2 separate regions of the Macaca mulatta genome follow, and region 2 is linked to region 1. Evidence: chromatin contacts called from public Hi-C data. All regions are on one chromosome and are shown on one strand. Each heading gives the region's core, a stretch centred on a gene start, on an enhancer-like site or on the middle of the called end of the contact. The rest is flanking DNA. Distances are from core to core; before and after follow the strand shown.

Region 1 (6,302 bases), core at 1,682-4,181:
GAATAGGAATTAGGAGAAATCAGGTCTGGAACTCATGCCTTCTGATGAGTAGCTTACTAGTCTTTCTAGTACATCACTCTCTTTGTTCAAGCTTCACACTTGAAAGAAACTATGTGTATTTGCTTCAAGACTGTGCCCAAAGGATGAAATTACTCCTTTAAAAAACTAGTCTTAGTTCTAATGGCATAAATAAAAGAAAGTATGACTAACTTTTCTCCCTTTCTTCATTCCTCTCCAAACTGTTCTTGCCTTGCATGAAAATCTTTGTCACCTTGTAATTATCCAATTTTCTATTTCATAATTTACAGGCCAAGAGGCCTCAGTTATGGGAAGGGTGGCTATTTTGAACTGTCTTCTTAACACTATCTAATGGTTTCCTCCAAGGGCACATACTTGTTTAATTTTTCTAAAGGCAGTCATAATTAGTCTCTAAAACATAATTTAGTGACATTAACACGAAAACTCTAGAAAAGTAAGAGAGGCAGGCAGGACAGTGAAAATTAAGTAAGCAAAAAAACAAAGAGACAAAACCCAGTGAAAGGAGAAATACTGATGAAAAATACTTTAAAAACATGAACCAGGAAAATTTTAGTACAATACGGTTTTTCTGTTGACTGTCATTTATGGGATATTTATTACAGGGATGGAGAAGGTAATAGGGTTAAAGAGAGAAAAAACAGGCTCTTGTGTTCAAGGAATTTATAATCTATTGGCTAAGACAGGCAATATATAACTATCAATGAAATAATATATGCAAGCTCCAGACTTCTATACCTTAACTGCTTACCTGAGAGCCAACTGTATTCGATGTCTCATAGGGATCTCACGGTTTAATAGTTAAAAAACCTGAATTCTTAGTTTCCTCTCAAACCTCTTTTTTTGCAATTTTGCTCCATCTCAGTAAATGGTACCACTCACTAACCAGTAACTCAGGCCAGTACCTGGGAGTCATTTGTCATTCCTCCCTTTCTTTCACATCCCACATCACACTCATCAGAAGGTACTTGAATTTACTTCCATACTTAGAAACCATCATTCACCTTTCCCTTATATATTCTGCCATCATCTTAATCCAAACCACCATTATCTCCTGTTTATGGTGCTGGATTAACCTCCTTATCATGATTCGGTCTCTGCCCATCTTTCCAGATTCATCTCATACAACTGTCCTTTCTGAATATATTCCAGCAATACTGGTCTTTCCTTAGATTCTTGAACATTAACATGTCAAGCTCTTTCCTGCCTCAGGACCTTTGCACAACCTGTTCACTCTGTTTAGAATGTTGTTCTTTTCCTCTCTTGCACAGTTGGATCATGCTCATCTTTTAGGCATCAACATCAACTCCTCGGAAAGGTCTTCTTAGACCAGTCTAATTCACATAGTTTCCTTGTAAATTCTCCTTAATTCTATCCATACAAGGTAAGTTCCATTAGAACAGGAATCTACCTTGTTCATCATCGGATCTCAGTACCTAGCAGTTCTTGGCACAGACCAAAGAAGCACTTAACTATCTGCAGAATAAACAAATAATTACTTGTTGCTCTGTGATCCAGTCTTGTGGGGTCAGGAAAGGGTTTCTGATTTAAAAGGCTTTGCAAACTGGGTAAGAATTAGCCAGGTCACGGACAGGGTCAGAAGACGGTTTGGGGTGAGAAAGAGGATAGTACACTTCAGGAACACAGAAGACATTCTATATGGCTGGAGCGGTGGAAAACCACTGGGGCTGAAGAGGCAGGCAAAAGTCAGACAGGAAAGAGCCTGTAAGTCATGTTAAAGAGTTTGGGCTTAAACCTGAGGGCAAATAGGAGGGACTGAAAGGTTTTCAATGGGGAGTGCCTCGGGCAATTATCTTTATCAGCCCAGCAATGTGGAGACTGGACTGGAATGTGACAAGATTGAAAGCAGGAGAACCAGCTGGGCCAGGTGGGGGTACTGCCACAGCTATGTAGCAGTCATAGGGTCGAACCAAAATAATGTCAGTAAAAAACGGAAAGACGTGAACAGATCTGAGATATTCAAGAGGCTGTTAGGGACTGGCTGGATGCGAAAAGGAAGAAAACTTTCAAGTTCTGGTTTAAGCACCTGGCTCAGTTAAAGTATGTTCCCTCTAAGCCATGATACCAGTTTGGCAGATCCCCTTTTAGCACGTACTACTCTGCACAGTGGCCCGCTGAATACGTATTTGCACATCACAGAAGCAAGAGTCGCGCCTTTTCCACTCTATCTCCGATTCTAAAAGCTCACTCGGAGTCTAGCTCGATGCCACTGAAAGCGTTCAATAAACGTTCGTTAGGTGATTGCAACTGCACTGAGTCTAAAATAAAATAACTGACGTTTATATCTTTTACCCTCATGTCCGCCCGTTTACAGAGAATAACTCGTGAAAAAACAAGTGCCGGGCTCTGGGTGGGTCTCATTCATAATGAAGTTAAGAGCCTCCTTGGGAGTCTCCGGCCCTTAGGCTTCCCCAGAACCCCTTTACCCAGCTCACCTGAGGGAGAAGACCAGTAGCGGGCCCAGGCGACACACAGTGACTCAGACCGGCCGGATCAGTAGTTCGCCGGGAGCCTTCCAATCGAATCTCCCGCGTCCTTTTCCGCCGGAAGTAACGCTTTGGCTGCGTTCACTCAGAGCCAATCAGAAGAAAGCGCCGCAGAGGGTGGCGCTTAGCCAAGAAATCCTACAAGCTTGTGGGAACGACCATTTTCGTCAAACTGCGGGTAGAGTCGGTGGATCAGTAGTACAGTCCGTAAAGTTGGTTTTGGCTGCGCTAAGCCTCCTGGGCGTAGGGATCCCCGGAAAGTGTGGAGCAAGCCTGGGCGTCCTGGGGTCTGGCGGGGTGACTGAAAGAGGGAATGGAAGCCGGATGAAGAGGGTTGAGGGAGCTTTGGAAGCCAGACCCGGCGCTGTCCTAGGGGCTAGCACTACCCAGGGGCGGAGGGGGGAAGGGGGCTTTGGCAGGAGGCAGGAGGGAGGTGGAGCGCGGAGTGGGTTTTCGGGTGCCGAAGAAGAAAGGGGGCGTTACTTGAAAGAAGGGACCGGGACCTGGCGGGATTTAGGGACGATGTGGACCCGGGGCGACCTCTGTAATGGATGGGTTGTGCAAGCAACACAGTTTTGGGGTTACCAAAGAACGGAGTATCATAGGGAGTGGTTAGGCTCCATGATGGAGGTGGGTGCAAGGAGCACAGTCTTTGGAGCTGGACCCAGCGGTCTGCGACGACGTACTCCGCTTACTGCTGAGTGATCTAGTGCAAGTTCCCGCACCTCTCTGAGCCTCCGTTTCCACATCTGTAGATGGGAATAACAATCGAATACGACGCACAAGATTGCTGTGACGATTGAGTTAGAGGAGATGATGCCTGTGCCTCCCTGCCTCCTGATATACTGGCCTGTAGTGAACCTTCAATAAATTGTCATGGAAGCTGTTATTGCCTTTATGTGGGATTTGCGGAGGGCAGGAGGTGTAGCAATGGAATTGAGGCAGCCAGGGCAGAGTTTGGCGGTGATTATAATGGTGGGGATATAGGATGACCTGAAGGACAGGTGGGCTTCGGGGGCGCTATAGATAAAGCATGGGCTACAGCGATGAGGTAGGAAGAGGCCCTAGCATGATAAAGGCAAACTTGGGATGTGACCGCAATGAAGGTGAGTGCTAAGAAGCAGACGGCACGAGAGTAAAGTGGAGTGGAGGCGGTGCCCTCGGGGATGGGGGCGGAGTGGCTGTGGTGACCTGGTTTGGGCGGTGTCTGAGGAGCTGGCTGGCTTTGGGTTTCCCCCGGGAGGAGCCGTTTTGCGGCGGGCGGAGCTGCAGACTGGGCAGGGCTTAGCCCGTGCGCTGCTGCTGGCCTCCTTTTCGCCCTCCCACCCGCACTGCAGCCGCCAGCCTGAGCCATGGGCCGCCGAGCCCTCCTGCTCCTGCTTCTGTCTTTTCTGGCGCCCTGGGCCACCAAGGCCCTCCGGCCGGCCTTAAGGGCCCTCGGCAGCCTACACTTGCCAACAAACCCCACATCCCTCCCGGCTGTAGCCAAGAACTATTCGGTTCTCTACTTCCAACAGAAGGTAAGGGGGAGTGGGGGCTTCACCGTCCCCGGCCCAACGGCCGGGAACCCTCAGAGCCCGGGCAACGGAGCCCACCTCGAAATTCACACCCCTTGATGCCTGGGATCTCTTCGGTCTTTGGCTCATGTCTTCCAGAAGGTGGTCTCAAATCCCAGTTTTGTTGAATTTTTCTCCTCCCATTACCAATAATTTGGTAGTACTTCTGGCTCCGTACTCTTGATTCAGGTTGTTCTGCAATTGGACACGGCAGTCACTTCAACTCCGCCTGCTCCCATAGGGTGCCCCAATCCGAACTCCCTTAACCTTCCCTCAAATTCAAATTATTAAATACCAGCTCTGCTACCTAGTCTGCGGTGATAGTCATCCTTTGCCCCAAGGCAGCCCTAAATACAAATTCTAGTATTTTTACCTATTAGATAATATTGGATAGTTATCCATCCTAAAAACCAGACTCTCATAAGGGGTCAGCTCAGAGCTGATTTTGTAGCCCTATTATTAAGAATTGTTGAAATCCCTATTCCCCATAAGACTGAACGTGTGTAGCCTATGGTTGTAAAAGGAGTTGTAGGAGCTTGTGGTGGGGTTGGGGATTAGCCTTTCTATGGTTTGTAACATGATTTTAGAGCTTTTTAGGCTTGATGCCTTTGTGCTTGGCTGCAGCATGAGGCATTCCCCCACAGGTCTTGATGGAAAAGTACATCCTCTGTGAAATGACGAGGATTCCTTACAGTTCAGCATTTCTGAAAGCCTGGTAAAAATAGGAAAAGATTTGGAAAGGGTTGGGATTAGAAAGAGTGCAAGGGTCTGAAGCTTGGCTTTAGGAGTCAGGTAGAACCAGATTCTACCCTGCTAGCTCTATGACCTTGGGCAGGTTACAGTACTTCTCTGAGCCTAGTTCCTTGATCTCTTGGGGTTTGTGGTGATGGTTAAGTGAGAGCAGATAACGTGTTCCTAGCAGAGTATCTGGCCTCAAGTAGGCACTCATATAATATGTGGTTATAGACCTATGTGAAATTTTGTTGTTGTTGATTGTATAGAGACAAGGCTCACTATGTTGCCCAGGCTAGTCTTAAACTTGTGGACTCAATAATCCTTCTGCATCAGCCTCCCAAAGTGTTGGGATTACAGGCTTGAGCCACTGAGCCCAGCCCTTATATGAATTTTGAATGGGAATTTGTGGTAGAGGGATGTCATAGACTTCCAGAATAACTTAGAAATAATTTAAATTTTTTTTTTTTATTTTTAAAAATAGAGATGGGGTTTTGCCATGTTGCCTAGGCTGGTCTTGAACTCCTGGGCTCAAGCGATGTCCCAAAGGGCTGGGATTGCAGGCGTGTGCCACTGTGTGCAGCCAAGAAACAATTTTTAACTCAGACATTTGAGTTCAAGTTTATGAGGAAGATAAAACATTTTAATTTTACCAGGGATACCAGGAAATAGTCTTTTTTCTCAGGCAACTCCCTTAAATTAATTCTCTAGGCATAATTCCCTCATTTGTAAATTGGGAGGGTTGGGACAAAGACCAATGTGTTTCACACTTTACTGAGGAAAATTAAGGGCTCTTTGGGGAGCTGTTTCAGAGGGAAAGTGGATGAAGCCTGAAGTGGAGGCCAAATTAGGTGCTCCAATACCCCTCTCTTGGATCTCTTTCAGCTTTTATCTGTTTTATATGCTGGGATTTTATATACAACTATTTGCAGAGCTCAACTGCTAAAGTAAAATGGGGAGAGGACTATTGGAATGGAAGATCTCTAAAATCCCATTGGGATCGATGAAAAAGAGAACTATCAGCAGAAAAGGAGAGAGTGAAAGAGTGAAAGAGTGGAAGGGAACAAATTATTTGTTAGTACCTTAGTTCCTACTTTATGTTCCTTTATTGTAGATTCCTTTCTTGGCCACTACACTCCTTAGAAATACAATTCAAACACCTTGGCATGGGAATCCATTGTTCCTTACTATGAAACCCTAGCTGGTCATTCCAACTTCTGCCATAATCCTCCATCCCAGCTCCTACTTTTAGCAACCTAACAGACTCAGATGACTTTTACTGTGTCAGAAATTCTGCCTGGAATAACATCCCTCTTCTCCACTATTTAAACTCATACTTCTATTCCTGCAGAAATGTCACCTCTTCTGTGAATCTGACTTTTTTAAGGCAATTTAGTTGGTCTTTTTTCATCCTGCTCATTTCTATATTGTACGTGTCCCTCTAGCTAGTTAGTACTCTACAATACCTAGA
Region 2 (6,145 bases), core at 2,959-5,458, 250 kb before region 1:
AAGGTACATAACAGGAAGCTTCTCTGAGGAAGGAGCCTGAATAAAAAGAAACTGAGAAGTTTAGTATAATGAATTACCACCAAATAATTACTTTTAAAAGTGAGTTTTTAAACCTACAATACAGACCTCTATTTTTGTTGATACTAAATACTTTTGAAGTAATCTTTATGAAACTTAAGTGTTCAATCAAGTTCTCACTCTTACAATCCTTAGTTGAGCACACAAAAGCTCAGAATTACCAGGATGAACAACAGCTGTAATCCCTAATATACTCATTTAACATTCAATGAAATTTCAAGTTCATGTGGTAAAAAGACCTGTGTTTTAAGTGACAAAAATAAAGAGGAGGCGAGGGAAAATTACTTTATGTAATCCAAGTGTCAGTTTTGGGACCCATATTAATTTACAATGGTGTGCCTACACTCAAAGCAGTTTTTAGACCTCTTGTAGAAACTAATTTCCATAGGCATATTTTATATGTTCAAGTCTATGAAGCTTTTGTTACCTGTAAAATCACTAGGATTACTTCTCTATAATCCAAATGAACAAAAATTAAAAACACTTCACCTAGGAAGTCAATGGCAAAACACTGAAACTTGCACAACAACATGCAGGAAGTTGCAAGTTTGTTACTCAGACAAGAAAAACTGGATGGAGCAGCCGCTGAATCATGTAAATCAGGTTGAACTTGACTCTGGAAACCAGGATTTGTCCTGAAGATTTTCTTCACAGCCTGGACTCTCCGCCGATAGTTTCCTCTGACATGCACAAACCAGGGGTTATAAATTTGTGCAGAGCCAGTGTGGTGATGCTGATATACAGGTGGCCCTTTCCAAAGTAAAGAAATGTTGCCCCAGTTCAACGGCAATGCCTACCCACCACTGGCTTTTAGAAGGCACAGCAAGCTTCCAGAAAGCATCAGCAGGTTCACAGACTTGTTGAGGAGCATTAAGACACACCATAATAGTCTTAACTCTGACTCCAAAGGAGTACCCATGATTTTTTAAATACAAAACAAAAAACTTAGGTTATCCCCATTTACCCACCCCACGTGTATAGGAATCTTAACCCTGATAACACTTACCCATAGCTGCCTGAAGCTAGGGTAGGCTCACAGTTCTGGAGTACACAATGCCATATTTAATAAAACCAATTGCCCATACAAGTGTGTGGAAATGCTCTTGCTTCTGATAACACCTTTACGACCAAAAGTTGGCTAAGGAAACCTTTGAATAACTTTATGAAAACTTTCTTTTAAAGTACTGTCCAATAAAAGGGTTCACCCACTGCATGTGGGTCAACTATATTAAGTACGAACATGTCAAATGGTTTACCGCTGTGTCTTTACCTTACCATGTCATGTTTTACACCACTTTAGTCATTATGGTACTTATGAAGATAAACAGGCTCTCTTTAACACCAGTCTGTTAAGTAGGCTAATTTTTTATTGTACAAGTGAAGTCCTTATATGTATTATTTTTTGCTACTGCTCTCTCTTGGGAGGAGTCAAATTAAGTGTGAATCCTTTAGTAACGCAGAGAAGCTAAAGAATAAGGACACAAACATTCACCTCCAAAACACAAAACCAGGCCAGTTTGCTACCAAATAACGGAAAATCCCTCCCCTCACCCTCGATCCCAACCAGGATTAAGATAGTTTCCCCAAAGTGCCTTTTACATCTTTTCCTCAATCTGGCTTTACAAAAATAAGCAGGAAACGTGTGCCCCCAAAATTTCAGTCTTTTACCAGCAAATAGCCCATCTATTTTCATCACTGTGTAGCGATATACAAACACAAGTTTTATGTGGTCACTATATTCAGCATTTAGTTTTCGGTTCTCGAAGGTCTTCTGGATCCATTAAAAACCAGCAAGGAAACTGTTCTTTTGAGTGACAACCTGAGCTGCTCAATATTAGGCGCTGTGGAATATTAAATCCCAAGATACGAGGTAATTAATTTTAAAACTCAATGTTTTTGCCTTAAAAACATGAGTGCTTTAAGGCATTTAATGTCAAGTTAAGCCTTCAACAAGGCAAAAACTAAGTTTTCATGTCCAAGATGTTTGTGGTATCAATAAAAAGCATGTTGAGTATGAGGAATGCTTCCTTTTTAAATCTCATACTTAAAAAAAAATAGCTGTTTTACATACACATTCACAGGAAAAAGTGAACGAAAACTTGTATTTTAGCTGTCACACTGAGCATGATAAACTTGTTGAGGCCCTTAAAAGAAAAAAGGAAAAAAACCTTCCTTTTCGTCCTCTTTAAAGTATGAAAGGACCACCTGAAACCGTGTATCTTGTGAGGAGGTTTACCCAAAAGAGTGGATGGAACCTAAAGAAGAATGAACCCAAGTCACTTAAAGACTTTTGTTTAAAACACACAACCACGTAGATAAAAATAAGTCTTGGAAACAGATTCTACACCTTACAAAGGTAAATAAAAAAGACAAATACATATTTTATATGTTTTATTCACAAATTTTATAATACCAGTCACACATTTCAAAACCATTTATTAGAGTCAGACCACTCAGTTTTACACTAGACAGAAACCGTCTCTAAACAATATATTGGTGGTTGTTGTTAAAGTGGCCTTTAAAAAGGGGTTCACTCTGCTAAAAGGAGGCTCATCCTGATAATTGCAATCACTAACAACTAGAAAAAACTAAACCGTAAGTACAAGCTTGAAAAATAAAATGTAGCACTGGGACGCTATTAAAACTCATTGTAACTAAGTTTAACAGTAACTTTACTTAAATGACATATCGCTCCCATATGAATCCACAGAAGAGGAGGACTACAGGGAAATATAAGGTGGCAGAGGACCACTTCTATCAAGGGGTAAAGAAAAACACTCCTTCGCTATCAGGGAAGGGAGAAAAAAAGAGAAAAGGAAGAGGAGGAGGGACTGAACTTTTCAGAGAAACTGCAAGTACTTGTTACCCTCTGGGCCAGTTCTCCACCTACAGGTTGGATAAGATCTCCTCCCCCCACCCAAACCCCACCCTCAACCCCACTTGCCCCTATTTTGGGACAAATTAGACCCTCCAATAGGAGAATAAAAGTTTTATCTAGCCGCCCCCACCCCAAAATGGGGCTGACGGGTGTGAGCAGCTGCCTGGCTGGCAGGGAATGGATTCTCCTCTCTTCCCTTTCGCATCATGTGCTTTTCAGGCGCCATGTTGGGCTCCTAACAGGCGGCTGCTCCACTCGGGGCCAAATCCCTATTCCCACCCACCAACAGCTCGCTCCCAGGTCCCCCTTCACCTCCTTCCAACCCACAGAACACAATTACCAAAAAGGGTGCTGGGGGAAAATGGGAGACCCACTCTCCCACTTCCCAGGGGATTAAAATGGCTTATGTTAACTCTTACTTCCCCAAACCACAAACTGCCTTTAAGTCTCCCCCACCCAAAAGGGCTCTATTCAAAGCGTGTGTGTGTCGGGATATACAATGCGGTGGCCTAAAAAGGGAGTTGGTAAGCGGAAGTGGGACTCCACCCTTTATCCTCCCCACTCCCTCCCCCCGAGAGGCCCATGCTCCAAGCCTGGGCCAAAGACCGAGCCTGAGTTGGAGGGGGGTGGGGGGTTGGAGAGAAGGAACACTGTCCCCCTTGGGATGGAAGCGAGACCTGGGATGAGGCTGACACTAAAATCAGGGAGTATTAGAAGAATAGGAGGCTGCGGGGTGTATAAAAACCTTGGCGGTTTGGGCCTCGATGAGAGAGACGATCTCCTTGGCGAAGGGCAGGTTCTCCTCGGCTAGAATGGTCAGCATATTGATGTGCGGCTTGCTATTGAAGGTCAGGTCTTCGAGCGATGACTGATAATCCCGACAGGCGTCCTCCCGGGCCCCCGCAGCACCGGCCTCGGCCGGCGTCTGCTCTGACATTGCGCCGCGGCCCCCCTCCGAGGTCCGCCGCAGCTGAAGCTGAAGCCGCTCTGGATACCCCGCCTCCCTTCCGACTCCTCTTCCTCTCCCCGGATCTCTCGCGGCTCCGGCTTCACCACATGCTGACCGCGGAGGGGGGATGGGGGACGACACAGGGGGAACCTCGGGTATGAAACGCCGCCGTCTCGCGGGTGATCTCCGTCCACTTCCAGCCGCCACAGAAGCTTCTTTCTCCACAGACACAAAATGGCGGCGGCAGTGGCGGCTCCAGCTCCGAAAATGTCTGTGTTCCCAACCGCTGCGTCGTGCGAAATGAACTAGGGGAGGGGAAATGTGCGGTAAAAGGGCGGGGCCGCTGATAAAACCAGGCGTGATTGGCTGGCCCGGTAACGTCACGAGCCCCGCCCCCGGCCCTTCCGCAGGACGTCCTGGCACCGCCTTCTTCTCCGGCCTCTACCCGGACTTTCGCAACATCTACGGCTCGGAGGTGCGCTGGAAAAGACGGCCCTTCTCATTGGCCGATTCATAAGGGACTGTTCGGTCATTTGTTACCATAACAACCCATTCAGGGAAGCCAATAGGCCTGGGGAAGGCAGTTCCCGAGGCCCAACCCAACCACTTTAAGAAGAAGGCTCAGCCGTCCCCTCTTCGTCCCTCCCTCTAGCTTCCCAGCCACTGAGCGGGCCTGTCAATCATCTTTCCTCCCGCCTGCCCCGTAGCTGCTACCGACGGTGGGGGCTGGAGGGGGCGGAGGCTTTCTGCGGCCGCACCCCCTCTCTGTTAGCGTCTCAGGTGCTCTCGAGAGCCTGGGAGGGTCCAGCTGCCGGGGCCGGTTACCCCTCTGGGAACTGGAAAGTGAGAGGGAGGTGCTGAATTTACCCGTAACCTCGAAAACCACCGCTGGAGAGTTTATTCCAGCACGCCTCTTCCCACACCCACAAAAATACCTAGGCGAGCTTGCCTGAGTTGAATCCCCAGGAAAATGCATTTTATTTAGAGGTTAAGTGTGAAAGGCTTTTTCCTTGGGGGTTTGGAGGAGCTCTTTAAGGAGCCCACTCTGAGCTCTAGGAAGAGTGTTTCTCAACAGCCACAGCCAGCCGGACCCTAATATCTCCACTGTGAATCTGCATTTCAGAACCTGCTTAGCATACACTGTTTGGGGCAAGTAGGAAGACACACACGCATACACTTTTTTTTAAACTTGTGGGGCTCTCTTCCCAGGTTGGAAATGATGCTCGCAAAACACACAAAGCTTTCAAATAAATAATTCACTATGGAGCTGCGACATAACACAAACCAAACGTAATTTTTTCATTGAGTAGTGATATTGACCTAAATATAAGCTTTTAAAATGTGTCAATTACGGGCTGGGCGCGGTGGCTCATGCCTGTAATCCCAGCACTTTGGGAGGCCGAGGCGGGCAGATCACGAGATCAAGAGCTCGAGACCATCCGGGCCAACATGGTGAAACCCCGTTTCTACTAAAAATACAAAAATTAGCTGCGCGTGGTGGCATGCGCCCGTAGTAGTAGTCCCAGCTACTCGGGAGGCAGAGGCAGGAAAACCGCTTAAACCCGGAAGGTGGAGGTGTCAGTGAGCCTAGATCTCGCCACTGCACTCCAGGCTGGTGACAGCGAGAGTCGTCTCAAAAAAAAAAAAGTGTCAATTACCTAAAATTGCTTTTCCATTGCCTTCCGTAGACTACTAGGCATTTGAGAGATAATTTGTTGCTCCCCAGAAGAAATTGCTCTTAAAAAATAAACTTAGCCGGGCATGGTGGCGGCCGCCTGTAATTCCAGCTACTTGGGAGGATGAGGCAGGATCGCTTGAACCAGGGAGGCAGAAATTGCAGTGAGCCGAGATCGAGCCACCGCACTCCAGGCTGGGCGACAGAGTAAAACTCTCTCTCAAAAAACAAACAAACTACCTTGTCCCATAGAAAGTAACATTTTCGTTTCTTCTTTTTGTTCGAGTTTTTTAGCATCTTTATTGATGTATAATTGAAACATAGTGAACTGCATAAAATGTGCTGCAAAGTTAAGTTTTGACATGTATTTTCCATTTTTTTCTTAGGGTGATATCACACATGAATGAAAAGTAAAACCTGGGGAGGAAAACTGGTCTTCCCTCATTTGAAGCTAAGGAATATTGTTGAATAAGTATTTATAATCTCAGTAATTTCACACTATTGTTAGTGGTGAAATTTAGATATACTAGACAGTTTAATAACATTCAAAGTTTTATTTTCTGGA

The links. Hi-C and Micro-C count contacts between places; a contact is called where the count stands out from the background.
Region 2: a contact with region 1 is called in a Hi-C map of CD4 T cells, with 5 times the contacts expected there. The contact joins the promoter of PCF11 here to the promoter of DDIAS in region 1. A contact is called at or near these places in 4 of 14 Hi-C or Micro-C datasets (CD4 T cells, blood, fetal cortex germinal zone and 1 more).

Annotation. Positions count from the first base shown.
Region 1 is chr14:83,436,042-83,442,343 of T2T-MMU8v2.0, reverse strand. DDIAS (DNA damage induced apoptosis suppressor) reads right to left here and starts at 2,931. Exons shown (of 5, transcript XM_015115343.3): 1 at 2,493-2,931. PRCP (prolylcarboxypeptidase) reads left to right here and starts at 3,870. Exons shown (of 9, transcript NM_001261249.1): 1 at 3,870-4,063. The coding sequence starts at 3,896.
Region 2 is chr14:83,682,562-83,688,706 of T2T-MMU8v2.0, reverse strand. It overlaps PCF11 (PCF11 cleavage and polyadenylation factor subunit), which reads right to left and starts at 4,208. Exons shown (of 16, transcript XM_028833877.2): 1 at 3,702-4,208; 2 at 1-36. The coding sequence starts at 3,893.